4 separate regions of the Mus musculus genome follow, and regions 1, 2 and 3 are each linked to region 4. The links are chromatin contacts, called in public ChIA-PET, Hi-C and HiCAR-type maps. All regions are on one chromosome and are shown on one strand. The core of a region is the stretch at or near the end of the contact, and the rest is flanking DNA. Distances in the headings are between cores, read along the strand shown. Region 1 overlaps Aff3 (AF4/FMR2 family, member 3). Region 2 holds the start of Chst10 (carbohydrate sulfotransferase 10). Region 3 holds the start of Rev1 (REV1, DNA directed polymerase). Region 4 holds the start of Aff3 (AF4/FMR2 family, member 3).

The links. A called contact is a pair of places that touch in the nucleus more often than the background predicts. ChIA-PET counts read pairs in DNA pulled down with a chosen protein or histone mark. HiCAR-type assays count read pairs that join an accessible place to other places.
Region 1: a contact with region 4 is called in a Hi-C map of cortical neurons, with 1.8 times the contacts expected there. The contact joins the enhancer-like site here to the promoter of Aff3 in region 4. A contact is called at or near these places in 1 of 39 promoter capture datasets (embryonic stem cells), 4 of 484 Hi-C or Micro-C datasets (cortical neurons, embryonic stem cells, nephron progenitors and 1 more) and 6 of 115 datasets of contacts at active chromatin or transcription factors (embryonic forebrain, embryonic stem cells, fetal liver and 2 more).
Region 2: an RNA polymerase II ChIA-PET map of memory CD8 T cells shows a contact between it and region 4, with 7 read pairs. The contact joins the promoter of Chst10 here to the promoter of Aff3 in region 4. A contact is called at or near these places in 3 of 39 promoter capture datasets (embryonic stem cells, hippocampal neurons and stem cell-derived epiblast-like cells), 1 of 484 Hi-C or Micro-C datasets (embryonic stem cells) and 1 of 115 datasets of contacts at active chromatin or transcription factors (memory CD8 T cells).
Region 3: a HiCAR-type map of embryonic stem cells shows a contact between it and region 4, with 4 times the contacts expected there. The contact joins the promoter of Rev1 here to the promoter of Aff3 in region 4. A contact is called at or near these places in 13 of 39 promoter capture datasets (the 3T3-L1 cell line, 3T3-L1-derived adipocytes, the HPC-7 cell line and 7 more), 4 of 484 Hi-C or Micro-C datasets (embryonic stem cells and stem cell-derived cardiac mesoderm), 6 of 115 datasets of contacts at active chromatin or transcription factors (astrocytes, embryonic hindbrain, embryonic stem cells and 2 more) and 1 of 9 other capture datasets (embryonic stem cells).

Annotation. Positions count from the first base shown.
Region 1 is chr1:38,264,300-38,270,871 of GRCm38.p6, forward strand. It overlaps Aff3 (AF4/FMR2 family, member 3), which reads right to left. Exons shown (of 22, transcript NM_001290814.1): 9 at 5,411-5,462. Among named protein-coding and RNA genes, the nearest start is that of Gm16150, 48 kb to the left of the region's middle. Within about 2 kb of position 4,507, at least 11 of the 459 cell types and tissues checked have an H3K27ac peak or open chromatin away from gene starts, as enhancers often do. A contact at or near this core is called in cortical neurons, where this site is marked.
Region 2 is chr1:38,896,519-38,902,464 of GRCm38.p6, forward strand. It overlaps Chst10 (carbohydrate sulfotransferase 10), which reads right to left and starts at 1,642. Exons shown (of 7, transcript NM_145142.2): 1 at 1,372-1,642. Gm51581 reads left to right here and starts at 92. Exons shown (of 3, transcript XM_030243909.1): 1 at 92-137; 2 at 884-1,115; 3 at 1,199-2,432. The coding sequence starts at 92. The coding sequence ends at 1,832.
Region 3 is chr1:38,124,947-38,131,311 of GRCm38.p6, forward strand. Rev1 (REV1, DNA directed polymerase) reads right to left here and starts at 4,720. Exons shown (of 23, transcript NM_019570.4): 1 at 4,516-4,720.
Region 4 is chr1:38,622,592-38,628,719 of GRCm38.p6, forward strand. Aff3 (AF4/FMR2 family, member 3) reads right to left here and starts at 4,653. Exons shown (of 22, transcript NM_001290814.1): 1 at 4,498-4,653. The coding sequence starts at 4,550.

The DNA of each region.
Region 1 (6,572 bases), core at 3,257-5,756, 360 kb before region 4:
TTAAAAGTGAATACATACAGTATAGTTGAAATTAGGGTGAGGTCCAGGAGAAAGAGTAATATTACTGAGCAAAAGGACATTCCAGAGTCTCTCTGAGGACGTGAAATGATGCTGTACCTTCGGGATGCACTGGTGTCAACCAGGCAAGACACACAGCAGAAGCCTTTGGATGCTCTGCGGCAGCTGGGCATGGCTTGTTGGAGGAGCTGAAGGAGGGCCCACGAATGCGGAAGTGCTGGGAAGTTGGGAGAGAAGGGGAGGCATGAACAAGGCCAGACTGCAGGTTAGTGGGGGCCATGCTGGGACCCCTGCATTTCTTTCCAGGTGGGAGAGGAAATTCATTTCAGATTTTAGATTAAAAAAAAAATGATTTGGGAGCCAGAGAGCTAGCTGGGTTAAGAGCACTTGCTGTTCTTGTACAGGACCAGTGTTTGGTTCCCAGCACACATACTGGGCAGCATGCAAGTGCCTGCTAACTCCAGTTCTAGGGGATATGATGCCCCTCCTGGCCTCGTCAGGTACTGCATGCATGAAGTGCACATATAAGCATCGAGATACACACATAAATGAAACTTCAAAAAAAAAAAGTAATGATTTGATCTGATGTACATTTTTAAAAGATCACTGAGGACAAACTATATTATAGATGTCAGAGAACAAGGTGACAGTTCCCACAAGCTGGTTTAAACTACTCAGGATGGGAAGGGGTTGATGTACTAATATTTAATTTTGGAAGTTAAATTTATAGAAGGCAGAGAAGAAAAGAGTGTTTGAATGAGGAACGAGGTGTTATCAAGACTGGATCCTGTGGGTTTAGGCTTGAACAGTGGGCATCTGGGCATGCTAGGTCTGAAAAAGGGAACAACCACAAGACAAACATATTTGAGTAACAGGGGGTGGCAGAACCCAGAAGTTCAGTTTGGCATGGCTTGAGTTTGGAATGTTTGTGAGACAATCAAATAGAAAACTTAAGTATGTCTGTATTTTGGTAGAGTGCTTTGAGTTGAGACTGCATAGAAGTTGCCATTATAGAAAAACTGAAGGTCTCTGGGGGTGGGGAGGGGACATGAGGATGCCCAAAGACAAGAACTAGAAAGTAAAAAGTAGGAAGGAATCCTTTCAGACTCTAATACCTGGTGGAGACTGAGCACTTGGCAAAACACTAGAAGGAGCATGGTGGGGGGAGAGGGAAGGGGCACAGGTGAGGGGGGAGAGGTACAGGTGAGATGGTGAAGGGCACAGGTTGGGGGAGGGGAACAGGTAAGTGGGGGAGGGGTACAGGTGAAAGGGTGAAGGACACAGGTGAGGGGGAAGGGAGGAGCACAGGCAAGGGGCAGGGAAAGGCATTGGTGAGGTGGGGAGGGGCACAGGTGAGGGAGAGGGGCACACTGCAATGTCACTTTTCTGGTAAGGCAAGGGATGAAGAGACAGGTATTTGGGTATTTGGGTACTGGTGGTTTCTGAGTAGCAGAATGTGATGCGAGAGTCATCCTTAGGGGAAAGGCAGAACAAAGAACGAGTTCCAAAGCTGCAGAGGAAATGGGACAAACTTTTGATAGGACTGGCAGCACGCTCTTGTGACAGGAGGGAAGGAGGTCAACCCAGGAGGAAGATGAGACCAGATGTAGCAGGCAGATGAGGTCAGCCACGGGGCTCAGCATGGAGATGAGGAACTACAGGACAGGACTCGGCTCTTTCCCAACCTTAGGAGCACTGAGCACCTGAGCAGCTGAGGGATGACAAGCGTCACAAGTCTGAGGTCTGTCTGGGCTACTGTGGGACACTCTTACGCACTGCCACAGAACCCCAGATGTTAGAGTTAGATTCCATGTTTGTCAAGTTTTCGACGGAAGTAACTATAGGCTATTAATGGAGAAGAAGCATAAGACGGCAGTGTCTATACAACGCAATACAAATGCCTCCATCAAAGGCTGTATAAAGTGATGAGCATGTGTGTGTGTGTGTGTACATGTGTGTGAGTGAATACATATTCATGCATGTATGTTTGTATGTGTGTGCGTGTGCACACTTGTGCATATGTGTATGTGTGTACACCTGTGTGTGTGCACATGTGTGTGTATGTGTGCACTCGTGCGTGTGCTTGTGTGCATGTGTGTATGAGCATGTGTGTGTGTATTCATATATTTGTATGCCTGTGCATTCATGTGTGTTTGTGCGTGTATGTCTGTGTGTGCATGTGTGCGTGTGTGTAGGCCAGAGATCCATGTTGGGTATCATCCACCTTCACCCGACTGTGGGAGTAACATGGCCTCATGATCCTGGATTGTATACCTCCGGTGTGAGCCCAAATAAACCTTCCTTGAGCTGCTCCTGAAGGCGTTTGTCACAGTAGCAGGAAGAGCAAGGGACGTAGGGACTTCTAACTTCACAAGTGGAGCACTGAAGGACTCTGTGGTTGGATAGCTGGGCCAATGCTGCTGAGCGCCTCAGCAGCTGAGCAGGGACCTGGAGCCTGCAGTAATGTTTCAGTGGTCATCTTTCCTCAACTCAGCTTCTGTCTTCTAAGAGAATAATGGCGGTTGGGAGGTAAGCCAGAAAAAATGTGTGTTAAATGCACCAGAGTGGGAGGTTGACAGTCGGCAACCTGAGGCTCTTAGGGACATCTTTTCTTCTTCTTCTTCTTGTCCTTGTCCTTGTCCTTCTCCTCCTCCTCCTTCTTCTTTTTTAAGGTGATCACACAGGCCAGCTGGACCAATATTTATAAAGACAACCAGGTAGTTTCTCAGGGAAGGAAAAAAACTGCAAAGGTTTTTTGAAAAGATTTTTGGGAAGGAGGCGATCTCTGGTTATACCTGGAAACAAATGTGTCATCGTCTCATGGTGTCAGAGAAATAAAATGTGTTTCATATACATGTAGACTACATGCTTTCAGGGGAAGTCTTATCGTTAGTCTTTTTCTAAAAGTAGGGAAATTCCTCCAAGGCTCGGGGAGCACCGGGGAAGACAGGGAGGAAAGAATATCAAGCTGGACGTCAGGGAGTAGGCGGTCAAGCACTACCTTCCGGGTGTAAGCTACCAGTCACAAACCCACGATCCTGCAGCAGCTACAGTAGCCTAAGCTGGGAAGGCATGAGAACGGGCCTGCCAACAGCCAATCATGGGTTAGGAAGAACTCAAGGGGCCCCATCCTTTCCCTGATGAACTGGTGGCAAGGGATGGACTCTAGGGTGAAGGGGACATTATCACTGTCTTCAGCTGAGTCAAAAAGTGAGCTCGCCATGGTGCAAGGCAGAATAAACAGAATACAGTATCTACATGCATAGACCTGTCGGTAAAAAGAGTGGGGGAGTCACAATTTTGTGACTATACAAGAGTATACTTTGGACCCAAATAGAACAACTTAATCTAATTAATGTTGACAATTTAACTTAAATTATCATATGTAAACCCCACTGTCTGGAGTCTTGTTAATGAGTTAGGGAAATACTGTATAAAAATCATTTATTCCGAGTGCTCCTTGTACAAAAGGAGTAAGACACACACTAGGGTCTGGTCGAAAAGCAAGAATAAACAGTCCGACATGTGTATTCATAGTACAGTGTCGCCCGTGTAGACTGGAAAGCCGACAGCAAAGCAAATGATTTGTTTGCCTTTAGAGGACGTGATAGCTCAGCGTTGATAACGAGTTTCTTAAATTGCGTTTTCACTGGAAGTACTTCCTGCAGATAGTTCTGGGAATGTTTTAGCCCGTGAATCCTTTTCCTAATAGAAACCATACACAGATTGCATGCTTGAGAAGGCTTAGCCCATTTGGTACCTAGCTGAGCCTCTCAGTGGCTTAAAACACACACACAGAGGAAATCATTTTCTTCTTAGTCGCTCGCACAGATGAGAAAACAAAATTAGAAATGAATTTCTACTGTGGCTGCTGAGGTGTCTGACTGCCGGCGTTAGACACCTAGAAACAAATCATCCCACTGCTAAAGGCCTCCAAGCTTGAGGCCCCTTCTGCCCGGCTAACCACCCTTTCCTGGGACTCTCTCGGTTTGCCAACCAGGTCCCCAGGTTCCCGGAGTCCTGGCTCATCTGTGTGCCTTAGTTTGTCTCACAAAGAGGAGCACGTCTTCCCTGCCCCCAGCCCACGCTCCACTGACTTTGGCCTCCCGTCTATAAACATTATTTGTATTTGCATGTCTAGACAGCAAATCACGTGCGCAACACTTCACGGTACCTTTGAATCAAGTTCACCATTTCAAAAATCCATTGACTGGCACATGCATTTAGCCCAACATATGAAGATGACATAAAAAAGAGAACTCTTAAATTGTCTTCCTAACCTGTCCTGTTCATCCAAACCCAACAGTGTAGCTGGTGGGGCAGATGAAGGAAGTGGAGGGGAATCTGTCTCTAGTGCTCTTGAAATCTGCTTTAAAGTAAAAACGTTTCCCCGAGATGCAGAAGCGAACGTGATGAATGCTAAGCGGGTATTTTTTCACCTTAACTGACTGATCAGAAGACTATTTATAGCCCCCCTGACTGATGTCTCAAGCTGGTGAATCAACAGCCAGGGAGACTATTTGCAGCGCGTTTATCATTTCAGACAAACAGCCGAGACTGTGCCTGATTATTTTTTATTCATCATCTTTGAGCACCTCTGTGTTCATTCCTTCTCACTGTTAATAACGTCTGTATAAGGCTTCTCAATATTTAATGCTACGGCCTCCTTGCTGCATGCTAATGTGTGTAAGGTCACATGCTTGATCTCGAGAAGGCCAGTTATCTTTGCCAGAAGAAGAAGGAAGAGGAGGACGAAGACGAGGAGGAGGAGGAGGAGGAGGAGGAGGAGGAGGAGGAGGGGGAGGGGGAGGGGGAGGAGGAGAAGGAGAAAAAGGAGGAGGAGGAGGAGAAGGAGGAGGAGGAGAAGGAGGAGGAGGAGGAGGGGGGAGGGAAGGGGGAGGAGGAGGAGAAGGAGGAGGAGAAGGAGGAGGAGGAGAGGGAGGGGGAGGGGGAGGGGGAGGGGAGGAGGAGGAGGAGAAGGAGGAGAGAGAGGAGAAGGAGGAGACGAAGAAGAAGAAGAAGAAGAAGGAGGAGGAGGTGAAGGAGGAGGAGGAAGAAGAAGAAGAAGAAGAAGAAGAAGAAGAAGAGGAGGAGGAGGAGGAGGAGGAAGGAAGGAAGGAAAGAAAGAAGGGGAGAGGGAGGAAGGATCTGTTTCTGAGGGAAGTCTGATTCTATTAGTTTTGTTAGAAACATGATTGTTGGTCTATGCCATTAAAAACAAAAGTCACAGACTGAAATCCTTTAATGGGAACTGAGCTCAAGACATTTCAACAGACTGGACCAACACACAGAAATCCATCAATGGCAGTACAGTGTCCAGTATGGAAGACCAGCTTGGTTCAGTGTCTGTGTCCATTCATTTGTGCCTCATCTACACATGAGAAAGTCTTACCTGCTCACCCTCTTCGTCATCACTGCTTAGCTTAAGGTCGTCTTCCAGAGTTCTGAAAGGGACAAAGAGATTCGGACACTTAGAGCCAAAGTCTTTCAATACTGAAACATCATCTTTCAGGTCTGTGTTTAAGTTCTATTCACACCCTTATACTATATGTGGTTTCTCTCTGATGTACCTAGGGAAGAACAGAGAGTCACATCACAAACATTAACCCTCCTGACAATCTCAGGATGAGATGGCCTCCTTCCGAGTTGGCAGTTTTAGAAAAACAGAACCAAACAGGGGCTGCTCCCTGGGAAGTTTAAATTCCCCAAGTGCTTGTTCAATGATTTCCAGGCTTTGGAGCCCAGCTGGGTCCTCCGGCCTGCTGGGGGATGCTCATGGTAAAGACAGAGGAAGGGCAAGCAGAATTCTGCTAAGAGTCATGCAGCCATTAGTCTTGAGTCACATGACATTCATACAGGCCCTCTGACAGCCCAAGGGCTGGAGAAGTTGTCTCCTCCATGATCTTCTGAGTACAAGGCAATGAACAGCAGGACACTTCTGAAGAGTCTACAAGGGCCCTTTCCACAGGTCACCAGCCACCACCATGCATCCTGACACAAGCAGCGAGTCCATGAAGGCCAATGGTGGACAGAGAAAAGGGAATATGTATCCTAACGTTCTTAGCGGGAAGAACGGTTCTTATCAGTGCTGCTTTGATCAGTTCTTCAGCATAGCAATTTTCAGAGTTGTCCATTGCCAAGGGAATCTTGCTCAGACATGCACTTTCTAAAATGTGTTCTGGGCACACAGAATGGCTCTGCCTCAGAGCAGGGAGAGTCCACTGGCACAGAGTCCAGGGCTTCAGACACTGGTTTGGAAGCTGTCAAGCTCTTGTGCTTAAAGACCTCAATGTCTTCCTTGAAGTCAACCAAATATGCTTATGGCCATAAGGGTCGGTTATAGGCCTATCATAGGAAGATACCTTTATAGTAAATGCTATTTCAGTGACTTTGTGGGTAAACTGTGGTTGTCAGGGCATAGGATCAGTTCTTCCTGAAGAGTCTACATTTTCGGGTAGGTGACTTATGGTGCCCATGTTGGAGATCCTGATTTAGGTTCCACGAGACTAAGAAATAAATTTGTTTCTTTATTTGATCAATATAATTTGGAGTAA
Region 2 (5,946 bases), core at 392-2,891, 270 kb after region 4:
AACGTCACTTGATAAATGAATAATGGAATAAACGTCAACCTGGTGGCATTAGAGAAATCATAGGTAGGGCTGTTGGCACAATAAACAAACAATGGCCTTTATTCTAAAACAGGAAAACCTCAGTATTAAAATTAATGGTAAGTTCGCCTCACATAGCTTAAGCAATTCCAGACTGTGTGATGAGAAAACTGTCTGGTTCAGAAGATCTCAAGTTCAGGGTCTTATATAGTCAGTCCTCTCTCCCCACCGTACTCCTGGCTCTCTCCTAATTCTTCAAAACGGACCCAAATATTACTGCAAGTGGCACAGAATACTTGCAAGTGTTTTCTGATGCTCTTTGTTCAACTTTGCAAAAACAAAACAAACAAACAAACAAACAAAACTCTATTTTCCTTTCCGGGAGGGGGCGGCTTTCTTGGGAATTTCTTCTGTTCTTGAGGGTCAAGAGCAAACATGTGAAGATTTTTCTTTTCATCTTGAAACTCCAATTCTGCTTTAAGATAAACTATGTCCTAATTATCCTGGGGACCACTGAAGGTAGAAAGTCATTTCTCTCTTTGTGTCTTTTCTTTTTAACCCAGTCACTTAGAAAAGATGAAGTCGTGGCTAGTGATCAGCAAGCGGGAACGAAGCTGAGCTGTCTCACTTTAAGAATGTCTCAAGACATATCCTGCTCTGGCAGTTCCAATAGACCAGCGCAAAAACCCAACTCCTTGTGGCTAACCAGAACCTGCCTGGCTGAGCTACTTTGTATTCACTGCCCTGCCCTTTCCTGCCTTGAATAGACTTGGAGAACGAAAAAGCACCAGCTTTTGGAAAACCTGTTTCATCTTTCCAGCCAGAAAGTGCAGTAATTGATGCCTAGACCTCCAACTTCTGACAGACCTCTTGGTGAAGGTATGGGCCAGCAAGCAGGACCTGCTCGCAGGCAGAACTCCTTCCCCTAGCGCCCCGGGAGCCGCGCTCAACCGTGCGCTCCTTCGCAAAGGCTGCACAGGTTCCTCCCTCCAGTCCTCCTTCCCAGCACGCTCCTGGGACCCAAGTGGGAAAACATTCTCCTCTTTCCACCCCACCCCACATTTACAAACGCAAGTCTCCATCCCAGGGTGGCAAAGGTAGACGATGGATGGTTCAAGTATCATCGATTCCATTCATCACTGCATCCAGCACAAGGACGCCGCCTCGTTGCATAATTAAGTGATGAAGGCTCTTCCCAGGAATCTCTCCATCCAGGGACGTCTTTAAGTCGCCACAGCACACACCGAGGTAGCTCGCTGAGGAAAACCGAGTCCACCACCCTTCTGTCTACCCGGCAAAGGGGTGGGGGACAGCACTTCATTGAGACCCGCCACCCCCGAGTTCCCAGCTCACCCTCGTACATCGGCGCTCGCGCTCCTCCCAGCCGCTGGCGCTCTGCTCGGGCCTCGCGGGGCCTGTGGGCGTCCCCGGAGCCCCGGAGGCGGGCTCTGCCCAGACCTCCGCACCGCTACCCGCCTACCCTCCTGCAGGGTGCAGGGGTGCAGCCACGCCGGAAGGAGGAAGCCGGGCGCGTGCGAGCTTCGGGGTGCAAGACCGCCGCCCACTGCCGCCCGGGAGTGTGGGCCTGGTCCTGCGCGTCGTCGCCGCCACCGCTGTGCACGCGCGCGCGCGTCCACGTTGCAGGAAGCCAGGAGGACGCACCGCGCACCCACCATCCCAGGCCTCCTGGTCCCCATTGGCCTGTGGAGAAATTGTACAGATGCAGCAACCCAGCCGCACCGCGCAGAAAACACCTTGGAGAAGGCAAAGGAAATCCAAAACTTAGGAAAACGCAACAATGTCAACGACAATGAAACACATAAGTAGATCAACAATCATTCTTTAAAAAAAAAAATTTTTTTTGACCTGAGGAAAGGTCAGATCGCTTGAGCTTTGGTATAGTACAAATCTTTATTCTTCCTTAGTTATTTGCATTTGTTTCTATTCTGTTTTATTTTGTTTTTTCTTTTTTAAAAGACCATGCCTCAATGGAGTGCAGGCTTACCTGTAACTCACTCCGAAGCTCAGGTTGGACTCCAGCGTGAGGCAATCCTCCTTTCTCAGCCTCAGGGATGCAGGGCATGGTAAATGCTAGGTACCACACCTTCCTCTATCCATAGATTTTTTAAAATTACTTTTATTATTTTTATGTTTGCATCTCTGTGTGGGTGTGTATACTTGAATATAGGGCCCACAGAGTCAGGAAAAGTGTGGGATCCCTTCCAGCAAGACTTAAGAGGGAATTGTGAGTTACTCAGTGTGGGTGCTAGGAACTGAACTCAGGTCCTCTGCAAAGGTGGTACCACCTCTTAACTGCTGTGCCATCTCTCCAGCCCCATTCATAGTTTCTTAACAACCCTGATTGGTTACCTGGGCATGGTGGCTCACTTTAATCCCAGTATAGGGAGGCAGAGGTAGGCAAATTCTTGAGTTCTAGTCCAGCCTGGTCTACAGAGCAACTTCCACCAGGTCTACACAGAGAATGTCTCTCTCTCTCTCTCTCTCTCTCTCTCTCTCTCTCTCTCTCCACACACACACACACACACACACACACACACACAGAGAGAGAGAGAGAGAGAGAGAGAGAGAGAGAGAGAGAGAACTGGTTAAGAAATGTCTGGAGAAAAACTTTTACAAACTGGCAGGGTTGGTTTCTCAGTGAACTTATCTCAGTCAGAAGGAGTCATCTGCAGACAGGAAGCCTCCCCAGGAACACAACACAGACAGTGAATGGGGAGTAGACCCCATTATCTCCAAGGCTGTTCTCCTGCCCAGGAGTACTGGGCCAGGCTCCGAGAAGACAGCTTCTGTGTGATTCAGAAGTCCAGTTTCTGTACGTTTCACTCAGAAGCTGTGACTTTTAAAAGGCCCAATTTATGAAGATTATGACTGACTTTTGTCCTGACAATGGCTGGCCAGCCCTTGCCCACCTCACCTCCTGACTCCTCAGTCCCTCCCTCATCTTGCCACCCCTCCTCTGTTCCCCCAGAACTTCTGGTGGGTCTTCCTCAGCTGGCCTCCTACCATCAGGCTTTTCCTGAGCCTTGACCTGTCTCTTACCTTCCCCCCACCCTGAGCCAGTCTCTTCCACATCCATTCACTTCAGACAGACAGGAGCCTCTCAGCTCTGCCCAATCAGGCTTAATTTCTGAGTATAAAAGGGGATCCAGCCAAGGCCACATTGGCAAATTCCTTGTGAGTTCTCTGCATCTCTGTCTGCCTCAATAAAGATTTGCTAGCTTTTCTCTACTGTCCTGTCCTTGCTGGTCATTCTTTGCAATGTTAAATGGGATCCACTGGCTCTGAGTGGCATGGGTGGCTGTTGAGTCTCTAGGTCCTTAATTCTTTGAGGTAAGCCTGCCTGAACCAAGAAGCAGGCTCTGTCTCATTCAAAGATCCCAGTGAGACCTGAGCTCATGTTTGACTTGAGTCAGGACATTAAAAGACAGCCTCTGTCTGACACCGCTGGGTATAAGATGACTCAGCTCCATGGTCCACTCAGCCTTGCAGTTCCTGCTACAGTTGTATCTCCATACTGTCTTGTTGTGGGTTAAGAGTCCTATAGTTTAGCTAACAGATTCTTCTAAAAACAAGAGCAGTAGACAGTTCTCCACTACACACCATATTCTCACAGGAGAGAGGCTGTCCTCTAGGAAGCGTGATAGGTCCTGTGGTCTGTGGTGTTTTAGAGCCATTACTTTTGCTGTGACAAAATAATAATAATAATAATAATAATAATAATAATAATAATAATAAAGCAACTTAGGGCCTCCTGCTAGCACCAGCAGAATGGACTCCTGAAAGGTGACCCAGCTGCTGCCCACTTCTGCAAAGTCCACCTGTTGCGCTTCCCAATTCCTGTGAACAACAGGCTACAGCAGGAGCCATTCAGACAATTGTTTTCAAATGAACAGGAACCATCCATGAAGCTGATTCAATGAAGGGAGATCCCTGGAGATCCCCAATGGCTTCCCTCACCACACATCCACAGTGAAGTTCCTCACTCCTGCAACCACTCCAACATCTGCCTGGCCATCCCCAAACAAGTGGTCTGACCTGTCTGTTACCAGGACCATCTTTCTCCCTAAGCAGAGCACACTAAGAGAACACAACCTTGACAACCCCTTGAACATGTTCTGCTAAGTGCTGGGGAAATCCATGGCTCCGAGGACGTACCGGCAAGAAATCTACTCAGAGCACAGCACCAGTTCCGAGCCTGACTCAAGCTGCTGAGACTCTCTTTTGTGGAGCCATTTTATCTCCTGCTTGATTTATATGTGAGAGTCTGTACCTTGAACTGTGTTTTTATAAAATTAAGTCTAGTTGAACCCTCAGCAGTGTATGGAAAATAAGTGTATTGTACCAAAAAAAAAAAAAAAAAAGCAACGAATTAAAAGAGTGTAGAGGTTTCGATGGGTAGAAATATTCGGGAAGGATTAGGAGGTGTGGCTTTCTTGGAGGAGGTGTGTCACTGAGGGTGGGCTTTGGGGTTTCAAAGCCCACATCATTCTCAGTTATTTCTCTCTCTGTGTATTTGTGGATCAGACATCAGCTCTCAGCTACTGCCTACCTGCCTACCTGCTGCCATGTCCCCAGACATGATGGTCATGGACTCTAATTCTATGGCACTGTGGGTTCCCAATTAAATGCTTTATATATTACAAGTTGTCTGGTCACTATGTTTTATCATGGCAATAGAAACATAACTAAGACAAGGAAAACGGCTTTGTGTTGACTTATCATTCCAGAGAGACGGAATGCATCCCAGCAGGAGAAACTCGAGGTCAGCTGGTCATCCTCCTCAGCCTCAGTGGTCTGGAAGCAGAGAGAGGATGAAGTCAGGGGTGCTTCCTTGGGCTCATTGCCCTTTTTTATGCTTATAGAGTTCAGGACCCAAACCCAGAGAACTGTGTGCATTCCAATGGGCAAGTCTCTCTCCCCAAAAAAACTCCCCCCCCATGCGCCCCAATTAACATGATCAAGACAATCCTCTATAGACCTACCAACAAGCCAACAGAGCTTAATAATTCTTCACAGAGACCCTTTTCCCAGATTTTTGTCACTCTGACAAAAACTAGCCGTACAGATGAGAAGTACACAGGAATCCTACCTCAAGGCAAAGGGTGGAGGTTGTCTGGAGGCCATGCATGTCTGTGTAAACACCTCTTCTGGAGCTGGCTCTTGGGCCCAGGACATCATGTGATCACCTCAAAGGCATCTTAGCGCCATCCCATTTGCCAAGTAATTCCTAAATTATGGCTACTGAATCTGAGCGGTAGAACGGGCACTTCGCTTCCTAAATGAACGAGATGGGTTTGTCATTTCAAAGAAAATGAGTGATATTCCTTGCCAGTGATAAAATGTAATATCTTGTGTTAATTTAAACACAATATTTAAACACAAAATATTCTGGAATATTTTCATCCACCACTGTGAATTTAGTAAGATTCCATTTTTTTTTCTGTTGAGACTGGTAGTATTATAACTAGATAGATAGATAGATAGATAGATAGATAGATGATAGATAGAACAATGGTATCATGTGAGGAAGGCATGCTTGCTTGGCCTTTGCTTTCTAAGGGAAGATCCTACCTCCTTTAAGGCCTCCTGGGAAGTGGGAGTGCCTTTTGTTCTAGTTAAACAACTGTAGCTGGGCTCAAGTGGAGCTGTTTTCCAGAAAGACTGCCTGACTAGGAGGCAGGGACTGTGAGCATTATCATGTGAGAAGGTTGAGAGGGGTGGGAGATTGAGTGAACGGACGGAGCTTCTGTTATGGAACCGCCATGAAAACCTCTGGGTTCCTGAGGCGAGTCTAGAGGCAGAAGAGCAAATCTAAGGGCTGAAAAGTAAGTTGCCTGGAGAACTCATGGAAGTTCTGGAAGCTCAGTGGCTCAGTGTCCTGTCCTTACAACCTGGCACACCACACAC
Region 3 (6,365 bases), core at 3,470-5,969, 500 kb before region 4:
GTCTCTTTTGATAAGTCCAGACTTCCTTCTGTCTTAGGTTTACAAAGCTCACTTACACACTGCTAACTCTCCTCTCTCACATCTTGTATTTCCTCTCCCTCAATGTCCATGTTTAAATGGATATTAAATTCTTCATAAACTACAATTCTGGGACTGGAGAGATAGCTCCATGGTTAAAAGAGCTTGCTGTGCAATCATGAGGCCCAGAGTCCAAATCTCAGATCCTGCAAACACCTCTAACTACAACTTCCAGGGGTCAGGCACCCTAATTGTAAGGAACATACTCTTGCAAACATATGACAACAATGAAAAACTTGCAAGGGCAAGGGCGTTAGGACCCTTGGTCATGAATCAAGGACAGTGAAACTCCCAGTTCCTTTTGTACCATGTGACCCAACCTATCATCTCTACAAACCTGTTTCTTCCTAAGTGTGCCAATTTTATACAGTGCTTCTGAATATTAAATGAGAAGCCACTTAGCAAAGAGCCCTGGAAGATAGTCCATACATAATAACTTACCAATTATTACTACAATTTGGAACAAATGTTAAAAAGACAAGCAGTATTTCTAAATTTCAGGCACAAGGCTTAGAATCCTGACTTAAAGTTGAGAATGAGATATAAAAGAAATTACAAAAATCCATTTTGCCAAGGACATATGCGAAGTAAAAATATCTAGTGTTAAGCAAATATAATTGCCGTGTGCAGAGTCTTACATTAGTAAGAATAACTTAGGATGCATTAACTCTATTATTACAAAGTCATGGTCTCGTTTTCATAAACTCGAAAGGAAAAAAAATAACACATTAAAAAAAGAGACCAAAAGGTAGGGTTGTAGAATATCACTAGGTTGCTTTAAGTGCCAAATTGAGAAACAAAATATAGCATGTAGGGAAAATTCCTTGTGCAAGATGGCAGAAAATATCCCACCAGAGATGATCAAACACCTCTTCTTTCTAAACTCTACAAAAAAACAGACTTCCATAAGATCGCCAACAATTTTCCTGTCTGAAAACAAGAAGCCCCAGCAAGCTCTCTCACCATGATCATATTTCCAGTACAACCTCAAAGCAAAACATAGGAAAGCCACTCTGCTGGGTGGCTGTAGGGAAAATTACTTAGCATCTTCTTTCGATTGAAAGATAAATTTTATATACACAATAAAACTAAAGTGAGGCTATTCTAATCAGTTTATTTTTTATTTTATTCTAGATGGAGAAAATATTTAGAAAGTCAAGTTTTGGTAAGCAACAAAATTTCATTAAAAAAAATCAAATATAAAAATGAATTCAATTTTATCTCACATCAACAGTGACACACAACTTTAATCCCAAAACTCTGGAGTCAGAGGCAAGTGGATCTCTTAAGTTTGAGGCCAGCTCTGATCTACAGGCTGGTCTAGGACAGCACAAAGAGAAACCCTGTCTCTAAAAAAACAAAACAAAAATGATGTTGGTACATGAAACAACTGTTTAATGCTTTTTGTTATTTTTGTTTTGTTTTATTTAATAAGAACTGAGGAGAAGACTCAGTAAGCACCTGTTCTGCAAACATGAGGACCTAAAAACCTGGTGCAGTGCTGCTCATTTCTAACTCCAGCAGATACAGATCTCAGGGTCAGCCCGTCCAGCCCAAATGGCAAGCTCCAGCTTCAGTGACAGACTGTGACTCAAAAGCTAAGGTAGCGAGCAACTGGAAGGCATCAGACATAAACCTCTGGCCTCTACACACAGCACAGGAAACTCAGACCTGTGTTCTTTAACATGTATTACTCATGTAATGCTATGAAGTAGGTAATACTCTAGTCGTCATATACAGCTGAATAACATGAAGCACCAGAAGTCATTAACTGGTCCAGGGTCATGCAATCAGTAAATGGGAGCAGACAGGATATGGACTGAAGATGTCAAGTGTTCAAATCAACTACAGCAATTATTGTTAAAAATTTTTACAAAGAGCCTATTAGGTTCCAGGCACAGTTCTAAGTACTAGGGATAAAATTACGAATAAATCTAATAAGATCTCCACCCTGTAGTTAGGAAGAGAGAACCAACAAATCTAAAGGGAATAATTAACAAGTGAAAAGTATATCTGATCATAAATACAAAGGAGAAAAAATATTTAATGTAAAAGCAAACAAAAGAGTCAAGTAACAAAAGGAGACTTGCTTCTATTTTAGAGACTAGGAAAAGTTCCCTCAAGTAAAGAACAGCACTAGAAGACAAGAACAGCTACCACCAGTCAGAAGAGGTGTCCTGCATATCTGCCTGGATCCTGAAATCCAATAGTGAGTGAGAGTCATGGGGTAAGGCTAAGGTTAAGTTGACAGCTGCCCTGATGGCAGGGAGGAGCTTAGGTTCAAACTCCATATGTAACCCAGAGCTTTTGGAGGATTTTAACTACAGAAAGTTCAAAGAAAATTAAAATTTTTAAATGTCTATTAATATCCACATTAAAGTTTCAGTTAGCACTGTTGTTACAAGAAAAGAAGTAAAAAGTATTTTTTGGTTGTTTGTTTTTCATTCTGTTTAACTTGCCCTATGATTTACTTTGGTTTTTATTTCTGATGGAGTCTTAACTATGCAGGCCCTAACTGGTCTGCACCTCACTATGTAGATCATGTTGGCTTCAAACTACCAGAGATACCCCAGCCTCTGCCTACCGACATCTGAGATGAACGGAGCCTGGTTCATACTATGATTTACAATCCCTTTCATTCTAATAAAACACTAAGAATCTGCCAGCCCTCAGGATCTGTTCTCTAGTAGACAGCAGGCACCTAAGGTCTCCGGTGATTAGTTTTCTTCTCATGGTCTCTCTCCAGCATATCAGGCCCTATTTAGTACACAGCTACAAGAGTATGCTACAGAAAACACTTACCTAGTACCTGTAGTTTCATAGTCTTATTAAATGCCTTTCACTTAAGAACTAATTTATTAGTCGGCTACCCAAACTGGAAAATGTCTTCCAAATATGAATGAAAAGCTTGTCCAACTAGCAGAGGCAAATTTCAAGCCCATATGTAAATGCTTTGATCTCTCCACTTCACATGCCATTGGATACAGTATGTTTGTTAAATATAGGTCTATGTAGCCTCTGGAATGTATTTACTGTGACTGGTTGTTGGGAACAGGCTTTCCTTCCTTTCCATTTAGAATCTTGGTTTTCAGTGTTAAAGAAGTGGAGTTACGTATTTCAGCACATTAATTTTGAAAATGTGTATTTTTCTACCTGAGATGACATAGAGATTTAATGTTAAAAGTGATTCCCACCCTTAAGAAAATGAACAAATATGCATTATTTACCATAAAAAGGAGTAAAGTTTCATGACAAGATACACGATTTTGGTACATACTGACCTCAAAGGACCTACAAGACACAAACAAGAAAACAGAAATTCAAGAAAAATGGCAAGTAAGTAGTCTAAGCAATGAACGAGTGCACTCGTGCAGACTGAAGTCCTGGATGGAGAGCTCCAGGTAAGCTTCCAAGTGTCCATCACAGGTAGCACTGGAAGGGCCGGAAGGGTATTCTAGCAGCATTTGCCTGGGCAAAGCCCGGTCAATATGGGAAAGCAAACTTATGGAGTCTTGCTAAGCTGAGCTAATGCGCACTCCATAGGAACAAGATTGTGGTATTATTACTCTACGTAAAGGAAGAACAGGTACTAGAGAAGCCAGAGACCAAGCAAATAATTTAAGAGCTGTTACATAGCCCTTAATAGTTACAAATCCTTTTTATGAGGTCTCTTGTTTTTATCTACATACCATTTCTACTTTATACCCAAGAAACACCAAAAAACACACGGTGAAATCCTAGGCATGTATCACCTGTAGTGTTTTTTTAAACAATCAAGGAACGATACTACAGGAAAGTCCGGGCTTTGCAAACCCGGGACAGGAAGAGTCTCCAAACAAACAAGTGCCCCCTCGGTGCACCCCGACTGTTATTATAACAGCACACCCAAGTGTGAACTGAGCACCTGTACAAACACTTGGGGACAGGTGTCCTGCACATGAAGGGGACAGATAAGTGACAAGGGAAAAGGAGTGAGAGAAACACTGCCTCCGGGATGCCTAAGAGCAAGGCAGAGGGGAGAAGCCGATGCACCGGGGACGAGCGAAGACCCGCGGCGCGGGCCCCGGGTGCCCCCTGCCACGTTCTGCAAACGCTGGCGGAGCGGACACTCGAACGCGCGAGGGAATGAATGGCCGGCCAGGCGCCGGCGCAGGAGGAACCGGTGACTTGCGACGCCAGCGGCGGGACTCGGAGGCAGGGCCGCGGGCGCCCCGATCGGCGCGCGACGGAGCGCCGGGTGTGGAGCGGGAACGGGAGGTCACGCGTTACATAACCCGGCGGCCGGAGGCGCAGGGGCGACGCGGCGCGGCAGGCAGGAGGCCTCGCGGCAGCACCGCGAGCCCCCGGCCTCGGCGCCTCGGGCCGCTCGTGCGGCGGAGGCGGGGACGGCGGAGGCTCGGTACCCCTCCCCCACCCGCCGGCCCGGGGGTCGCTCACCTTCCGCGCCGCCCCAGGCCACCATGCCCGGGCCCAGCCGCTTCCTCGGGCCTCGCGGGCGCCGCCGTCGTTCAGTGTCCTCCCCGCGGCTGAGGGGAACGCCGGGGAAGGCAACCGGTCAGGCGGCCGCCCAGCCGCACCGCACCGCACCGCGGCCCACGCTCCCTCAGTCGCTGCGCCCGCCTCGCGCCTCCGCGGCAGCTCCGCCCCTCCCCCGCCGCTCCTCTGGCGCGCGCCCGGCTCCCCCTCCCATCCACACCGCGGCCCGCTGGCCCGGCCCCGCACGCACTCACCGGGCGCGGCGCACGCGCGCTGCTCGCGCCCGGCCCGAGGCGACCCCGGCCCCGCCCTCCTCTCGCGCCGGCGCCCGCGGGGAGGGGGGGTGGAGAGCAGCGCCTCGGCTGCACGTGACCGTGCGGCTGGCTGGGCGGAGGTGGCGCGGGACCCGCCGCATCACCACGCTGCCTCCCGCCGGGGCCGGCTAGCTAATGGTGCTGCAGCGACGCGCAGCCGCGCCCCGCCGTGCCCCGCCCCGCCCCGCCCCGCCCGGGCTCCCCAGCCGCCGCGGAGGGCGCGGGTGCCGGGACTAACCGGGTAGACGACCGCGCAGGGTCGGCCGAGGCGCGAAACGCGTCGCCGCACCGCGCTCCGATTGATGTGCGGCGCCACCTAGCGGCGGCCAGGACGCTCACAGGCTAGCACATGCTCGGTCGGCGAGCGGAGAACCGCGGCCCACACGGGTCTGCGGGAATGCCAGGTCACTTGCTGGCAGCCAGCTAGGCTGTGTCCAGACACGACGTCCCTCACAATCTTACCACTGCCGGTCCTGTGCTCTACCTGCCTTTCCCACTTGCAACACACAGACCTGAAGAAAATTGCTTTCCCTTGTGATGGTTAAAAACAAACAAACAAAAACAAAAAACCAGCAGCTACACAATTTATTCGTGGATGTTAAATACACCTAGCAAAAAAGAAAAAAAACAGTCTCTTAAGGCCCATTTCCCCCGCCTCTGTAGTGTCTGTTCAATGGGAGACTGCATGGTTATTGTGATAGTCTTTATTGTTGGAATGCTCAAACATTAAGCCAACCAACTCCTCGCCCTAGACTGAACACTTTTGTTCCTTCCCCACCTTAAGACTTTTGAAAGGAGTTTGCAGGCACTTAGAAAACAGTAGTACTCTTTTTAAAACTGACTTTGCAAACCTGAGGTTCCTTTCCCAGAGAGACAGGAGATAATCGAAATCTCTCTCTCTCTTTCTGTGTATGTATATGTACATGGGAAATATATATATCTGTCTCGATTTTAACCTCTCCCCCTTTGCTCCACTTGCTCGCTCTCCTTTATGAATTCAACTTCAGTATTCCCTCCCAGCTCTGTTTCTCTGGACCCACAATTGAAGAGCTAGATACAGTGTAACTGCAGGAGTTTCAGAACGAGCTGCAACACCACCAGCTTGTGTTCGGAAATACCGCTGGGCGGGAAATGAGGCTTGTGAGGAGTTTTGAAAAACTGTCTCTACACAGCAGTTATTTCCAATGAGAAAAACACCAAAACTTTATTTTTGAGACTGAAAAATAACTTGTGAATACTTTTCCTCTTCTTTCATAATCAAAGATTACTTTTTCTGTATTTTTCTCAAGCAAATAAACAAACTGTCCCATCCTCGTTTGCTTTCTTTTGCTGCAACAAACATTATTACCAAAAAAACAACTTAAGGAGGAAAGGGCCTATCTCACCTTACAGTTTACAACCCACGGGGAAGGGAAGTCAGGACAGAACCTGGATGCAGGAACTGAAGCAGAGACCACTCAGGAGCCCTGCTCACTTCACTGGCTTGCCTCTAATGGC
Region 4 (6,128 bases), core at 3,403-5,902:
CTTAACTGTTGAGCTGTCTCTCTTGCCCCAGGGGTTACAATCCCATAGGGTTGGACCTGAGGGGTGTATAATGCCTGTGTGAACAGAAATGTAGGGACTCTGGCTTATGTAAAGTCTGTGGGGGTGAGGGTCAAGCGACTAATAGACAAGATCTTATTAATATTTATGATTCCATCTTGATTGACTTTCTCCCTAGGAATAAAAAGGTGTTCTTATTTAGAGAAGAGTAAATATAACTTAGTTTTGGAAAACTTTTCACGTTTGACAAACCATCTCATGATGACCAGGCTGCGTGTTTAAAATACACAGTACAGGTAATTCCACCGTGATCAATAAAAAGCACTCCTAGAAATACAAAAATAAAAAACAAAAACCAAAAAGCCTTTGTTCTAGATGCCCCTATGCCATTTTCCCCCACCATCTGTAAAAGCCAGTTCATCTCCCAAAGTTTATTTCAAAGGCCACCTCTTCTATGGAAGCCTTTTAAAAAATAAGTAAAAACTAAAATAATAATAATAATAAAAATTAAGAAAAATTGCCTATCTACTATCCACCCCAGTCCCAAGTATGGGAGTAGTCGGTTTTTGACTCTCTGGAACAGAAAACTGCCTTTTGCATTTATGTTCTTGTCCAACTCTAAAACTAAGGAGGAATGCCCAACCCAGCTCATCCCCTACATCAGCCACCAAATAAACAAAAGCAACAGTGAGTCTGTCGGGAGGGGTGACCATCACTTTAGAGACCCTGATGTGTGTAGCAGCTGAGCCAAAATGACTGAACCTCTAGAGAAAGAGCAGGAGGGAACCAAAGGGAGGCATTGCTCCCTGGGATAACTGCCTCTGCTCAGGGCTCAGGCCTGCAGAAGCTGCAGACTCCTGTGCAGAAGGAGCCCCTTCTCTGCATCTCTGACCTTCAGAGTAGAAACCGGAAGTAGCGCAGCTTAAAAATGTTTCTTACGGACATCCATCTCCGTTTTAACAGACAGTTGAAATGATCAGTTATCGGATAGGTCCTGCACGAAAGATCAACCCTGAGATACAAATATGGGTGCTTCTGTATGGGGGTGATAGTATGGAAGGAGACAGACACGGAAGCTCCTATCAGTTGATTGTATCACACTGGTCATACTTTTGTTTCATATACTGTCTATAGTGGTGTGAGACTCGTCCTCCCGCACGTACAAGAAGCATACTTGGGTTCAAAGCCAGAGTCAAAACTAATAAAGTGCAATTTGTTTGCTCGGGATTCCATGTCTACCAATTAGAAAAAGTTGTTCTGTTACCAAAATAAGAGTCTCTGGCTATTAATCTGCACCTCCTCTCTTCAAAGATGGGTGCTTTTTTTCCCCTATGATGAAACAGATGTGTTCAGTGGTCTTTATTTAAAATTTATATCTCCTTTCATGAGATAATTAACAGGCACCACTCCTAACTCATGGCATTTGGTTTTCAGATTTTTTTTTTAAATCAATACCATTTAAGGTTCTGACCTTCTCTTTTAATATTTTGACACAACCTTAACTTGCAGATGTCAGGGTCTTGCTTGGTAATTCCTGCAAAGCCGCTCTTCATCGGCTGGAAGACATCTGCGGGGCTCTAGAAAATGCATAGCCCTGATATCAGAAAGCGGACCTCGAAGCTAATTCTTCATTGAGGCAGAGCTGTATAAACTCAGACAAGCTACCTGATCACCTATCCTCAATTTTCCTCTCTGTAAAAATCAGACCAACAACAGTACGTACATGGTAAGTTTCTTGTTGGGGAATAAATGACCTAGGACATATAATGGCCATGCCTCTGACAAGTATGTAGCAAATATTAGACTTAAAATACCTGCTGTCATTTTTGGTCTTGGCACAGTTACAGATTAAAACTCGTATTTTCTTATCTATAAAATGAGAGTACTGTCATTTACTTTTGAGATGTTATCAGATTCAAACAAGAAGATAACAGATATAGGAATATCAGACATATAGAAAGTAATCAAGTATGCCAGGCATGAAGGACCCATGCCTGGTATCCCGGAACTTAGTAGACTGAGGCAGGATAATTACCTTGAGTGTGAAACTTGCACACCAAGACTTTCTTTCAAAAACAAACAAGAGCTGGAGAAAGAGAGGAGCGAACGAGCGGGAGGGAGGGGGAGAAGGAGAGAGAGACAGAGAGAGAGAGACTACATGTTTTTGATCATGCATGAGCTTGAAACTGAACTGTAAACATAAAAGTCTTTAGCAAATCCTAAAATTGAGTTAGAAATGTCATGCAAAAATTGGTCCATAACTAAGAGAATGTCTGACATATTTGAAATGCAAACCCAAGTTTTTTGGTTTATCTTTAACTTTACCTAAAGATAACCTTTTGTAAATGTAAATTCTATATCCACAAAATAAGAAACATTCTCTTAAGCCAAACTGTTCTACTATACTGTAATCAAGAAATCTAACATGCTTTCTTAAGCCAAGAAACTATATATTGCTTACAAATCTGATTGAGTGTGCAATGGCTTAAAAAAAAATGCTTTCCAGCTGTGGTGGCGCAATGTCCTCAATGCACTAGTGAAACAGGTAAAATCTATGTGGTCTGAGGCCAGCCCAGTCTACAAAGCAAGTTTCAGGCCAGCCTGGACTATGTTGAGAGATATGGTCAAATAAATAAATAAATAAATAAATAAATAAATAGGATATTAAAAATTTAAAGACAATTCAGCAGGCATTCTTTGACAGTATTCAAGATAATTTACTGGGAACTGAAGACACACCTTGAGCCCTTGCCAAAAAGGCCTACACATTACCACTGATAATCTCAAAATACAACTTATAAAAACCATACAGGAGTTCAATTTGAACCAGAAAGTGGATAAGTAGCATAAACATGCGTCCAAAAAATAAGTTCTCCCCTTTAACTACAAGCCTGCCTAGATTTTAAAAAGCAAAAGTCATTTTTAAAAGGCAGTTGTTATCTGGGAAGCTATTGAATTTGTGCCAGAAACCAATATTTCAAAAGGTAAACCTGTAAAATAATAGGTATCTGTAAATGAAAGACTGGAATAACCCCAGGAGCAGCAACACAGTAATTAGCAACTTTTATAGAGTAATAACATGTTCCATATTCTCTCTACACTAGCTCTTTGAAGTTGCCAGTGTAATATATACAAGTTTTATTACATTGGAGCCCATCCTTGTGTGTTTTATAGGTGCTAGCATTATGCAGAGCAAGCTGTAGTCACCGTCGGATCTTCTATAAGAAACTGCCCGATAATTCGTGAGCTCTGTGTCTAGTTTATTTTGTTACACCTGTCTTTAAGAAAATAAAGTCACTTTGAGCCTAAGTCACTATGGAGATTCACATGCCCACATGCCATCGAGGTATGTGTCATAAATCATAAAGCAGTTTAGCTTTAAAATTGTGCATCGCATATTCATGTGCACACCACTTGCAGTTTTTGACACATGTGAACTCTTTACTGAATTAAAAAGGGAACTGCTCAGCTCTACAATCAGCGATTACCAGAGGCAGAACAGAAAGCAGTTAATATGCTTGTTCCAGCAGATGTTCATCCCCGTAAATATTAAACATAACACAAGTTCCTCCAGGAATATACAAGCAGTAATTTTACCACCTGAATAGGGCTGGTTGGAAACATTTAAGGGGTGGGGGCAATGTGAGGGATGCTGAAGCAGCCAATGGGATTTTTCAGACAACCGCAACTAGAATTAAATTGCATCTACCTGTGATTTACCTATAGCAGCTCTCCCTAATGCGAGATTAGCGAGAACTGGAACCCCAAGTGCATTCCAGGCTGCCAGCTTTGAGCTTGACAAAAAGAGTGAGGAGTTCAGCCATGGGCATGTGTGAAGAAAGGGTGCAAAGGAACCGAGAACCTCCGGGAAATGAGTCTCCCTGGGCCAAGGCCTCCGGAATTCGGGCACCAAGACACACTGGCCTCCTGCCTAGGGTGCTCACTTTTCCATCTCCAGTGGGAGTGAGGTAGGACAGAGGAAGGATGCAAACGCCAAGCAGGGAGCAGGCAGGGCGCAAGGCTAGAGAGCATCCTCTCCGGGCACTTCGTAGAGGTACCAACTCTAGGGGGTCACAGGGGTGGTGAGCCTGAGGCTCTCCGGGAGCTGGAGGGGAGCACAATCCGAAGGAAGGGAGCTGAGAGGGGCTGCGAGATGAGGGGTGGGCTCTCAGGCATCAGTGACACGTTCTAAAAATCGGTTCTCTTCCCCTCCACCGCTGCGCTCCTCCAGTGGCAGCCAGACCCCGGCCCCCTGAGCTAGCGCAGGCAAGCACCGAGGGGAGAGAACGGAACCGGAGACCGACGAATTCACGGGGAGGCGGCCGAGCATCCAGCCCGCCAAGGCTGGAAGGAGCCGGCCAGCGAGGCGGGTGTCCCCGAGCCACCCCACCCCCACGGCGGCCGGGCACCCGGAGTCCCGGCCCAGGTGAGGGCAGGCGGGGCCAGCGCGGCTCCCCAGCGGCCAGCACCGGGACTCACCACAGCGACTCGAGGTCCCATTCCTGGAGCAGGGCTAAGTCGAAGCTGTCCATGGTGGGAGGTGTCAGCGCCGCCGCCGCCGTGTCCGCCGCCGCCGCTGTGTCCGCCGCCGCCGTGTCCGCCGCCGCCGCTGCCGAGCCTCGGGCCGCCCGCGCGCTGCAACGAGAGGCGCCCGCTAAGGTGCATCCCGGCCGCGCCCGAGCCGCCGCCGCCCGCCTGCCCGCCTGCCCGCCAGTCACCCTCCCCCGGCTCTCAGTGCCCGGCACCCCCGCGGCCCCTGCTTCCCGGGCCCGCCCGGCGCACTCACCCGCTCGCCGGCTCGCGCGCAGCCACACTCGCCGAGAGCCGCGAGCTCGCTCTCTCGCCGCGCCGCCGCCCCCTCCCGGCCTGCGCCCGCCCCTCCGCCCCTCCCTCGCGGCGGCCCGGCCCGCTGCAGCCGCCGGCGCGGTGCTCTGCGCCCGCCCGCTCGCCCGCCCGCCTCTTTCTCCTCCGGGAGGCGCGTGTGCGCGGGCGAGGCCGAGGCGCGCGCGCGCGTCCTGAGCCCCGCGCCGCGCCCGCCCCGCGCGCCCCTGCGCTCCCCGCGCTCCCCGCTCTCCCCGTGCGGCTGCTCGGGGTCCCGCGCCCTTTCTCGGGCCGGACTGCCGGCTCGCCCTCCTCACCCGCGCCCCTCCATCTCTCCAGACCCTCAGTGGCCCCGAGGGTTGCGGGGGACGTCCTCTGAGCCAAAGGGAGCGGCGCAGCGGCGCCGAGGGCAGGGGGATGCCGTGCCGAGCCGAGGCCGGCCTGCAGCAAAGCAGACCCCTGCCTCTCGCCCTCGCCCCGTGTCCAGCTGGGACTTTCTGGTCCTCCGCAAATTAAGGGGAACCCGCAGGGCGCTGCGGCTGGAGGTGTGCACTCTTGAAGATCTGGGGTGGGCGCTAGGAAGGAAAAGCCCTGGGCGCCCCAGGCGCGGTGAGAGTTAACAGTGCAGCCCACGGCAGCGCTGAAAACAAATCGTTTCAAATATCTGGAGCCAGTAACTTAAGTGAAATAAAGAGGAGGCGGGAAGGAAGCGTCTTCCAAGACCTGCTTTCAGCTGCAGTTTAGCCTGGGGGCTGGGAGGACGAGGGGTATCCCACTAGCCCTCAGCTGCCCAGTCCCTGGAAACCAGTCTCCTTTCTTTTTATTTCATACTGGAAAGGCCTCTCTGGGTTTCCACTACAAACTTCCCGCCGCCTCCTCTCCTGTCTAGAGAGTGGCAGATTGTCAGCTGGAAAGATGATAGAGTACCACTGTGGCTTGTAAAAAAAATAAAACCCTTGCTATTATTACTCCCTTGGTTTGAGAGACTGCTCCCCCCTCGCTCATTATTATATACACTCTGAGAGTGGGGACTGGAGGCGTAGAGCTGGTCTATCCTTCCATCTCTGGGCTTCTGCCCTCAAAATTGAGGATCCCATGCTGGCCCCGGGGGTGGTGCATGGGGTTCCCCTCTCCCATGCTCTTGGCCCCAGTTCCTGGAGCCCTGTTCAGGATTCCCCAGGATTCCTGGAGAGAGCAGCACCGAGCAAAGCTCACCACTTACACCAAACCCCGCATGCCCTAAGGGAGGCCTTTGCAGTGTATCGGCCTTTGTTCCTTTTCTAGACAAG